Linked DNA regions of Rattus norvegicus: region 1 is linked to region 2. Evidence: chromatin contacts called from public Hi-C data. All regions are on one chromosome and are shown on one strand. The core of a region is the stretch at or near the end of the contact, and the rest is flanking DNA. Distances in the headings are between cores, read along the strand shown.

Region 1 (4,215 bases), core at 1,618-4,117, 200 kb before region 2:
CAACATGGATGGCCCCTGAAGAGCAACATGCAAGGTTGATGCCTACCGTGTGTGCACACATGCACACATGCGCGCGCGCGCGCACACACACACACACACACACACACACACACACACACACAGCAGTTCTACCTACTACATCACAGAGTGGAAAGGTGAAGTCCGGTGGCTTACGTACGATTCCACCTATTGCAGGCATTCACAAAGGAAAAAAAGAAAAAGTTTACACAGCCTGTTTGCAGCACTGACACGGATTTGAAGGAAAGTAATTAATACACATTGCCACCTCCCACACACATCCGGCTCTCCAGGGTATCTAGTTCACCCAGCTGCCTCTCTGAACATACTATGATCCGGTATCAAGACAACATTAGAGAGGAATCGTTGATTCTTCTTCTTTTTTTTTTTTCTCTCTCATGTCTCTTGTTCGATTAAATGCCAACCTGTGTCAGTCGTAGTCATTAAGTAGCTACAACACATGCTTTACTGGCTCATGCCATTTTCTCTGTGGTTAACGCTACATCCTTCTCAATGGTATTTCTCCATCTAGTTTCCTCTCCCTGTAGTCTGGGGATGTTCCCATCAGGAGATACAACTGTAGCGTGTAAGAAATTCATAAAAACAACCTATTCCCTAGATCTCCCTTAATTGGTTTGTACTGGTAACTGGTATATAGCCTCAAGAGAGAATCTCTCGGAGTAGCTCTGTCTGCCCTAGAATTCAGTCTGGAGCAGGCTGCCCTCAGGGTTAGAGCACTCCTGCGCCTGCCTCCCAAGTGTTAGAATCAAGAGCGAATACCAGGACACCCAGAAAGAGCAGTTTTAAAACCCGCTTGAAACCGTTCAAAAGTAGAATGATATTCAAAAGCTATTGTTTCAACATGAACTCCAGTATGGAATTATTCTGTTACAATTTTGTGGCTCGTGACTACTGCGGGAGGTCAGTCTAGTACCCTGATTTCCAGTGATCCTGTCAGTGGTGTGACTGGCTGGCACTTCCGTGCTCCTTCAGTTTTCTTGGTTTGCTTTTGAGTGAGACAGGGTCTCACTCTGGAGCCCTGGCTGGACAGAGCTTCTCTATGTATTCTAGACTGACATTGGAACTCATTGCAATCCTCCTGCCTTGGCCTCCCAAGTTCGGATTGTTTTCCCAGCCACTCTCCTGGATCTGTAAAGTTCTAAACTCATTTCCCAACAGCACTTAGTTACTTCTAATTTCCTGAATAAATGATAGTGCCACCTACTCCCACATAACTATATTTTATGACCCAGGTTAAACAAACTCACTCAAACTTTAGCATACTTTAAATATAGTTTTAAACATATAATATAGCATTAAAACTTTAAAGTAGTACCTAAAGCCAAATATTTTATGATGTCAATTACATGAAAATGTGAATTCATATGAAAAAAGGCCCAGTGAATTCATTACAATGCTATAAGGGGAGTCGTTAATGACAGGGTTATAAATTTTGTATTTTTCTATGTTTTTGACATTTTCTACAACATACATCACACCTTCAGACAGGAACAAGCATAAACTATTTAAATATTTTTAAAACACCGTGTTACTGCATCTGAATGTGCTTGACTCCTGGAGTGTTTGATTAGGTAATGGCATCGTGAGAAATGCTACCTTAGGAAGAAAATTTTACAGGAACGAAAGTGAATTTTCGTTTAGCCACTAGATGGCGGTCGTCCAACATCTATTACACAAAATGCCAAGGCCAACCTTGTAGAGATGGTGCGTCATTTACACAAATACTTTCATTTTTCAACTAACAAATTATAATGTCTTGTTGGCATTTAGAAAATTTTAAATGTACAATAAAATGTCATTGGAACGATTAGAATTCAAATGAACCTTTCATAAACACGTCTTGTTTATTGATACCAATTACTTTTATCTAATTTGGCCCAAAAGCCGCTTAGAAAGTGGCAGCAATTTCCTTCCTCCTGGAATCCTTGTTTGTTTTTCTTGTTGATTTAGGCTCTCAGGTGATAACCACAACATGATTACTTTGTCTAAGTGGATAAATTCAAGGTTTAGGTCACTGATACCCTCCTACGCATGCGGTTCCATATTGGCAGAAACCTGAAGGGTCAAGTTGAGTCAAATTTCCAAAGGTCAGAAGATGGTAGGGAGAAAGGCGTGCGTTTGAGAAATGTCGTCATGGCACATGTCTGTGTCTAGTGATTCTGCACTGTCTCTGAAATAACGTATTCGTGGATATTACCAATGAATACCCCTCAGAATTCACAGGACAATCAATTGTTTGGAAATACACTTTAATTTTTAATATTTAGTCATGCATATGTCTCTCTGTTAATGTATGCACGAGTACGGGTGCCCACAAGAAGAACGTACCATAGCCCTTAGAGCTGGAGTTCCCGGATGCTGTGAGAGTTGGATGCTGGGTACAGAAGTCAGGCTCTCTAGAAGAGCGCTGAGTGTGGTTAGTGCTGAGCTATCGCTTCAACTATTAGAAGGATGTTTAGAAATCGGCGTTGCCACCTGGGCATAGTGGCCCACGCCTTTAATCCCAGCAGGTGGGACGCAGAGGCAGATGGATCGGTGAGTTTGAGGTCAGCCTGTTTTGCATAGTGAGTTCCAGGACAGCCAGGGCTACACGGAGAAAACCTTTCTGGGGAGGGGGGGTGGGGTTCGGCGTTCCCATTTCCCGAAGTTTTTGCATCTAGCATTTGATAAGCATCAACGAAGTCATGAATGGTCTCTAGAGCTGTTTTCTCCTTTCCAGGTCTGACCATTGCTTGTCAGCAGCGCTCCTTCTCTTTGTTAGTTTGGTTGGACGATGCTCGGAGCACTGCATCCACTTGGTGATTAAACAAGACCCAGGGATGAATCAGAGCTGGGAGACGCAGAGCTGGCTTTCTGTCAAGTCAACTAGCCTTTGGCTTTAAAAATGTGAGAGGTGTTTCTAATGTCTAGATCCTAGAACTGGAGATACATGCCAAGGGTTGCCACTGCTGATCAAAGAGGAACACATAAACACATAGAGATTTTTTTTTAAAAAAGATTTATGTATTTTTATTTCATCTACGTCTGGGCACCATGATATAGGTGCCATGCCACTAGAGGCCAGAAGAGGGCATCAGAGTCCCTGGAACTGGAGTTACAGACAATTGTGAACCCTTATGTGGGCGCTCGGAGCCAAAGCCACATCCTTTTCAAGAGCAAGTGTTCTCAACGACTGAGCCAGCTCTCCCGCTCCTAGCAATTTTTTAAAAAATTTTCTGACTACAAAATATACATTATTTATAATTTTCTGATTACCCCTAAAAGCCCAAAATGGTGAAATGGCTCATGATTTCCCAAATCTGATAATGTTTCTTAGAAATAGTTGTAAAACCAGATTTAAGTGCTTTGTTTCCCCTTTCTGCTTTTCTTGTTTGTTTGTTTGTTTGTTTGTTTGTTTGTTTTGTGCTGGGGATCTATCCCAGAGTCTCACACTGAAGCACAGGCCCTACTGCTGGATTAAACACCCAACTCCAATTTTAAGAGCTTGTATTAAATGAGGGTATCCTGGCTGTCCTTGGACTCACAGAGAGCCACCTGCCTCTACCTCCCAAGTACTGGGACTAAAGTCCTGTTCAATCATGTCCAGCATACTGTGAATGATTTAAAAGCAAGAAAAAAAGGTTTATCTTGCTTTTAAATAAGATAATTTAAGAACAAACTGCTTTTGTGTTTATTTTCTAAGCCTGGTTATGGTGGTGCCTGCCATTAATCACAGTGCTGGAGAGGCAGAGGCAGGAGGATCTCTGTGAGTTTGAGGCTAGCCTGGCCTATAAAGCAAGTTCCAGGACAGCCAAGGCCACACGGAGAAATCCTGTCTCAAAAAAACAAAAAAAAAAGTTTATTTTATTTCTCTTCTTGGGTTCAGAGTTCACGCTTAAGTGTTTTATTAGCATCCATGAATTATATGCATAATAACGGGTTCCCTTATGACAATTTCATACATGAGCATGCAGTGCTTCATACATGAGCATACAGTGTTTCATACATGAGTATACAATGGTTCATATGTGAGCATAGAGTGTTTCTAACATATTCCCTCTCCCTGCACCATCTCTTGTCTGCTTCCCACTCTAGCTAATCCTCCCCCCAACTATTCTCACTTCCACTTTTACAATATGTTAAGATGTATTTATTTATGTCTCAGTGTGAGTGTATATGCATGCGTGTGTGTGCCTA
Region 2 (4,442 bases), core at 1,071-3,570:
GTCTTGCTGTCTAGCCAGCCCGTGTCTGCCCCATCTTGGTTCTCCACGTGTTAACTCTTCTTCTACATAGCTTCTCAGACCTAGATGTCCCAGAGTGTTATAAAAAAAAAAAAGTGTGATGTTTTAAGAGATGACCCAAGGTCTCCCCATATGCCCACAAGCTTTTCAAATACCATGTGACCTAAAGAAAAAGTCATGTAGTTTGCCAGGGATTTTAATTTTTCTGTATTTCTGTGTCTCGGGAACTTACTGACACAGTAGAGTTGGTTAGGAATCCTGATTTCCCTGACAGTTAACTTCTAAGGCTGAAGGGCAAATGGCACCAATGGGGAGAACCATTGATAGGAGAAGTGGGGAGAGGGTAGCAGCCCAGTTGGACAATTTGTTTTTCATTTTTAGGATGATTGCCAAAGCAGATCCTGGCATCCCTCCTCCTCCCAGAGCTCCTGCCCCTGTGCCACCAGGGACTGTCACACAGGTGGACGTTAGGAGTCGAGTAGCAGCCTGGTCTGCCTGGGCAGCTGACCAGGGTGACTGTAAGTACCCAGACCTCACCCTTCTGAGGATCCACTTCGGGTTATGCTGTCTTTCACCCTTTCAGATCCTCATGCTCATTTCTAGGTCAGAGTTCACGTTAAAGAGCTAAATCTTAGAGGTTATAAAGTTAAGTCTGGACTGCTGTTAAGGTGGTTGTCCATGAGAATTCATGCCAGCCATTTAGTAGATACTCTATGAGGATGGAAGTCATTTCTGACTGGCTACCTGCGTGACGTCGACGTGACTAATACGCTAGGTGTCACATTGGTCACTGTGACTCATAGATTCACCGCTGGCAAGACTGTTTTCAATTTCTCTCCCCTAACACCCTGAATGGCACCTGTCTGGAACTATACATTCTACAGGTAGGGAAGTCACTTGAGCTGGGTTTTTCTGTGCTGTATGACTGAAGCTCATGATGTCTTTAGTGATGGTTACTCTCAATCCCATGGGCTAAAACTTGATACCTGAAATAAGAGCTGGCTCTGCTTATCCATGTGACCGTGGAAGGTCATCTTTTTCCATGCTTTGACCTTAACCGTAAAGTGGGTACAACAACACGCAGCTTTCTGTGACTGCAGAAGCCACTCATACTATGATCACAGTCAGCCCAGGGACGTAAGACTCACTGTCAAAGAGCATTGATGGCTTTTGCTTTGGGAATTACATCAGTCTCAACCAGTTATCTCTGTAAATACCATGGTTTTTAAAAGACTAGGATTTATAGTGATCTGTGCTTATCGTGACACCAAGGTAGGTTTCCTTGGTATCGTTCTGGTGGAGGGGGTTTGGATAGTCGCCGCTATTGTTGTCTTTTGTGTATGTGTTGGAGAGATGTCAACACTGACATGACTTGAGGAGAAGACATATTAACACTGACTTGACATGAGGAGAAGACATATTAAGTTAAAGAGATCCTCAATAGAGTTGTAGGAATGCATATGAAATTAATACAGTTGTACAATAAAAGAATTTATACTCAGGTATTCCTGAGCTCTTACTAGATTTTGTGTAAAATGTTCCTGGCATTGCCATCCGTTACAATTACAGTGACATAGACTTCTAGCTTTCTAATTGTTCAGACAGAACTCAAGACCTGGTATACAAAGTTCTGTGTGAGTGCCAGAGAGTCTCAGTTGGGGGTGTCCTAAAGGAGGCTCCCTCTGCTCCCTCTGAGGTTTCATCAACTCTGACTATAGCCCCAGAGAACTCTGACATGTAGTAACCCTGTCTTCCAAAAGTGAGTTCAGCAAAATGGTGGCAGTAGTTCCCGGGACCCCAACTCACTTTGCCCCAGACAATGTTGTGGGGTCTCTCGGAGACACCGATTCCTTCTGTGAGACATAGCCTTCTGTGTAGCCCTGGATGTTGTGGGGCATCAGTATGTAGCCAAGGCTAGCCTGGTCACCCCTGCCTCAGCTTCCAGAGTGACCCCCTTTGGAGTTCCTAATGGCGGTTTCAAGTTGACTTCCCTGCCTTCCATGGTACCACTGTACCACGAAGGCAGCAGCCACTTGTAAAACGGCCCCTAACCGTCAAGCTTTGTTCATGCAGATTAATGAGCTTGAATAGTTAGAGTTAAAAATGTAGTTTTGTGTGGCCCAGCAATTCCCTTTTCTCTTCCCGTGCGTTCCATGTCTGGCCAGTGTTAGCATGAAGGAGAAATTGGGATTCCGAGTGGCCAGTATGTTTCGGCAGTTCTCCGCATTAAGCCTCATGAGTCATGATGATGTATCATGAGTTCTCCCTCCACTCCTTGTGATCTAGTGCTCCTGCCCAAGCCATATGCCTTTTCGCTTAATGTACTCTGAAACACATTGCCCCAGCTGTCCATGTTACCATAGTGCTGACTGACTCACCTCAGGAAGGCATCTGTGATGGAGGTCTCATGATTAGCACTCACAATGGAGCTTTCTTGACATCGCGAACGCCTCTGAGACGCGTATTCAGTGTTTTATCTCGAGTCATATGATTTAAGCGCAGTGATCCAAAGGCTTGTGGGTTTTATGCTGACTTACAACGGCCATTGAGAAATCACTGTACTCTCAGAGCTGCAACGCTTTTGTGGTAGTCACAGGGTTGGAATGTGGGGGGACCAGCAACCCAGGCTGTGAAGACGGTTCAGTTGGTACAGTGCTTGCCACATCAGCATGAGAAGCTAAATCCCATTCCCAATGCCCAGGTATAATGGTGAGTGTCTGTAATTCAAGCTCAGGAGGGGGAAGACAAGGGGTTCCTAAGGCTTGCTGGACATAACTACCTCCAGGAAGGAGGGGGCATAGCTGGTTAGAACCTTAGATATGTGGGCAGGCCAATCACCAGCTGTGCCCAGTGCTCCTGGTACCCGTGGCAGGACATACTCAGGGGCCACGAAGTATCACCTTGACTTGTTTGTTCCAGCGAACTCCCCGATCAGCAACTGGAATTCCTCCCTCATCGTCTCTCATGTTCATTTCTGTATTGATATTAACAAACGTAGAAAGTCTCACAATTCTCCTTTCTTTTCAGTCGAGAAGCCCCGGCAGTACCACGAGCAAGAGGAGACGCCCGAGATGATGGCAGCCCGGATTGACAGGGATGTGGTGAGTGCTGCCCGAATCCGGTTTAGCTCATGGTCCCTTCTGCTTTGTGAGGAGGGGGAAACAAAGGCATCGGGATTGGCAAAAATGTCCGCAAAATTTATATTTTCCTCTTCCCAGCGTTCAGTATTGAAAATTGAATTTTCGCTTAACCCCTTGTCCGTCCTTCCTAGTATTTAGCTTGATGTTACCTCCTACAGAGCGCTGGCAACTCGGCCAGGTTGCAGAGGGCATGAACCCGAACTTCCAAGAACCTGGAAACCAATTGTCTGGTTTTGCTTTTTTTTTAATGGTCTGTGATTCATAGACACAGACCATTTAATGTTTGCTCATTTTGGTTTATTAAGATATTTTACAGCTGGAGAGATGGCTCAGTGTTTGCAGGGCTTGCATCAAAAGTTTGGAGGCTGGAGTTCACACCCCTAGAGTAGATGGCTGTTGGCAGCCCATCACTAGCTAGAAGAGTAACCATTAGAGAAGCAAGTCCTAGGTTCCACTGAGCGGCTCTGCCTTATTTGTTGAAGGTGGGAGAGGAACTAGGATGATTCAGGACATCCGTACTTGGTCTGCACAGGTACACACATGTGCACACACACACCTACAGGCAAGGGAAGCTGCAGGCACCTCTTCACACATGTGCCCACTCACATGCAAATGAGGACATACACACTCACACGCACACACACCACACCCTCATGAAAATAGAAAACATACTTTAGAATACCTTAAAAGGAGAAGTTAAGTGACATTTAAAGTGTAAATATTAATGCTTTATAAAGAAGAATGCTGTATTTATTGCCGCTTCTTTAGAGCAATTAACTTGCAGGGGTAATTGACAGTTAATGGCTATGTCTGTCACATTTTAAGTGTGTGATTTATTTACCTTTTAAACTATACACATTCCCAGGTTCTTTTGGGAAAAAAAATCACTGAAAGGAGTCTGACATTTAGAATTAATTTTTAAAAGATTTTCACTTTTCAAAATAAGGGCATATTAGAATCAGGACTGCGAGTAGTTCTTTTTTAAAAAAGAGTATTCTGTAGTTGTCTTCAGACATTTCAGAAGAGAGCATCCCATCCCAGAAGGTTGTGAGCCACCATGTGCTTACTGGGGCCTGGGATCTGCCTAACTCAGTCCCTGCTCAGTGGGAGAGCAGTCGGTGCTCTTAACCACTGAGCCATCTCTCCAGCCCATTCTTAATCGATTTTGAGTGTGTGTGTGTGTGTGTTCTCTCTCTCTCTCTCTCCCTCCCCCTCCTCTCCCCCTCCCCCCTCTGTGTGTGTGTTCTCTCTCTCTTTCTCTCTCTCTCTCTCTCTCTCTCTCTC

Evidence for each region. Hi-C and Micro-C count contacts between places; a contact is called where the count stands out from the background.
Region 1: a contact with region 2 is called in a Hi-C map of the A7r5 cell line, with 4 times the contacts expected there. The contact joins two enhancer-like sites. A contact is called at or near these places in 2 of 12 Hi-C or Micro-C datasets (the A7r5 cell line and hepatocytes).

The regions. Positions count from the first base shown.
Region 1 is chr4:172,365,758-172,369,972 of GRCr8, reverse strand. No RefSeq gene overlaps it. Among named protein-coding and RNA genes, the nearest start is that of Strap, 9.5 kb to the left of the region's middle. Within about 2 kb of position 2,867, at least 5 of the 93 cell types and tissues checked have an H3K27ac peak or open chromatin away from gene starts, as enhancers often do. A contact at or near this core is called in the A7r5 cell line, where this site is marked.
Region 2 is chr4:172,164,774-172,169,215 of GRCr8, reverse strand. Eps8 (EGFR pathway substrate 8, signaling adaptor) reads left to right here. Exons shown (of 21, transcript NM_001376935.1): 8 at 400-536; 9 at 3,046-3,119. Among named protein-coding and RNA genes, the nearest start is that of Eps8, 51 kb to the left of the region's middle. Within about 2 kb of position 2,320, at least 6 of the 93 cell types and tissues checked have an H3K27ac peak or open chromatin away from gene starts, as enhancers often do. A contact at or near this core is called in the A7r5 cell line, where this site is marked.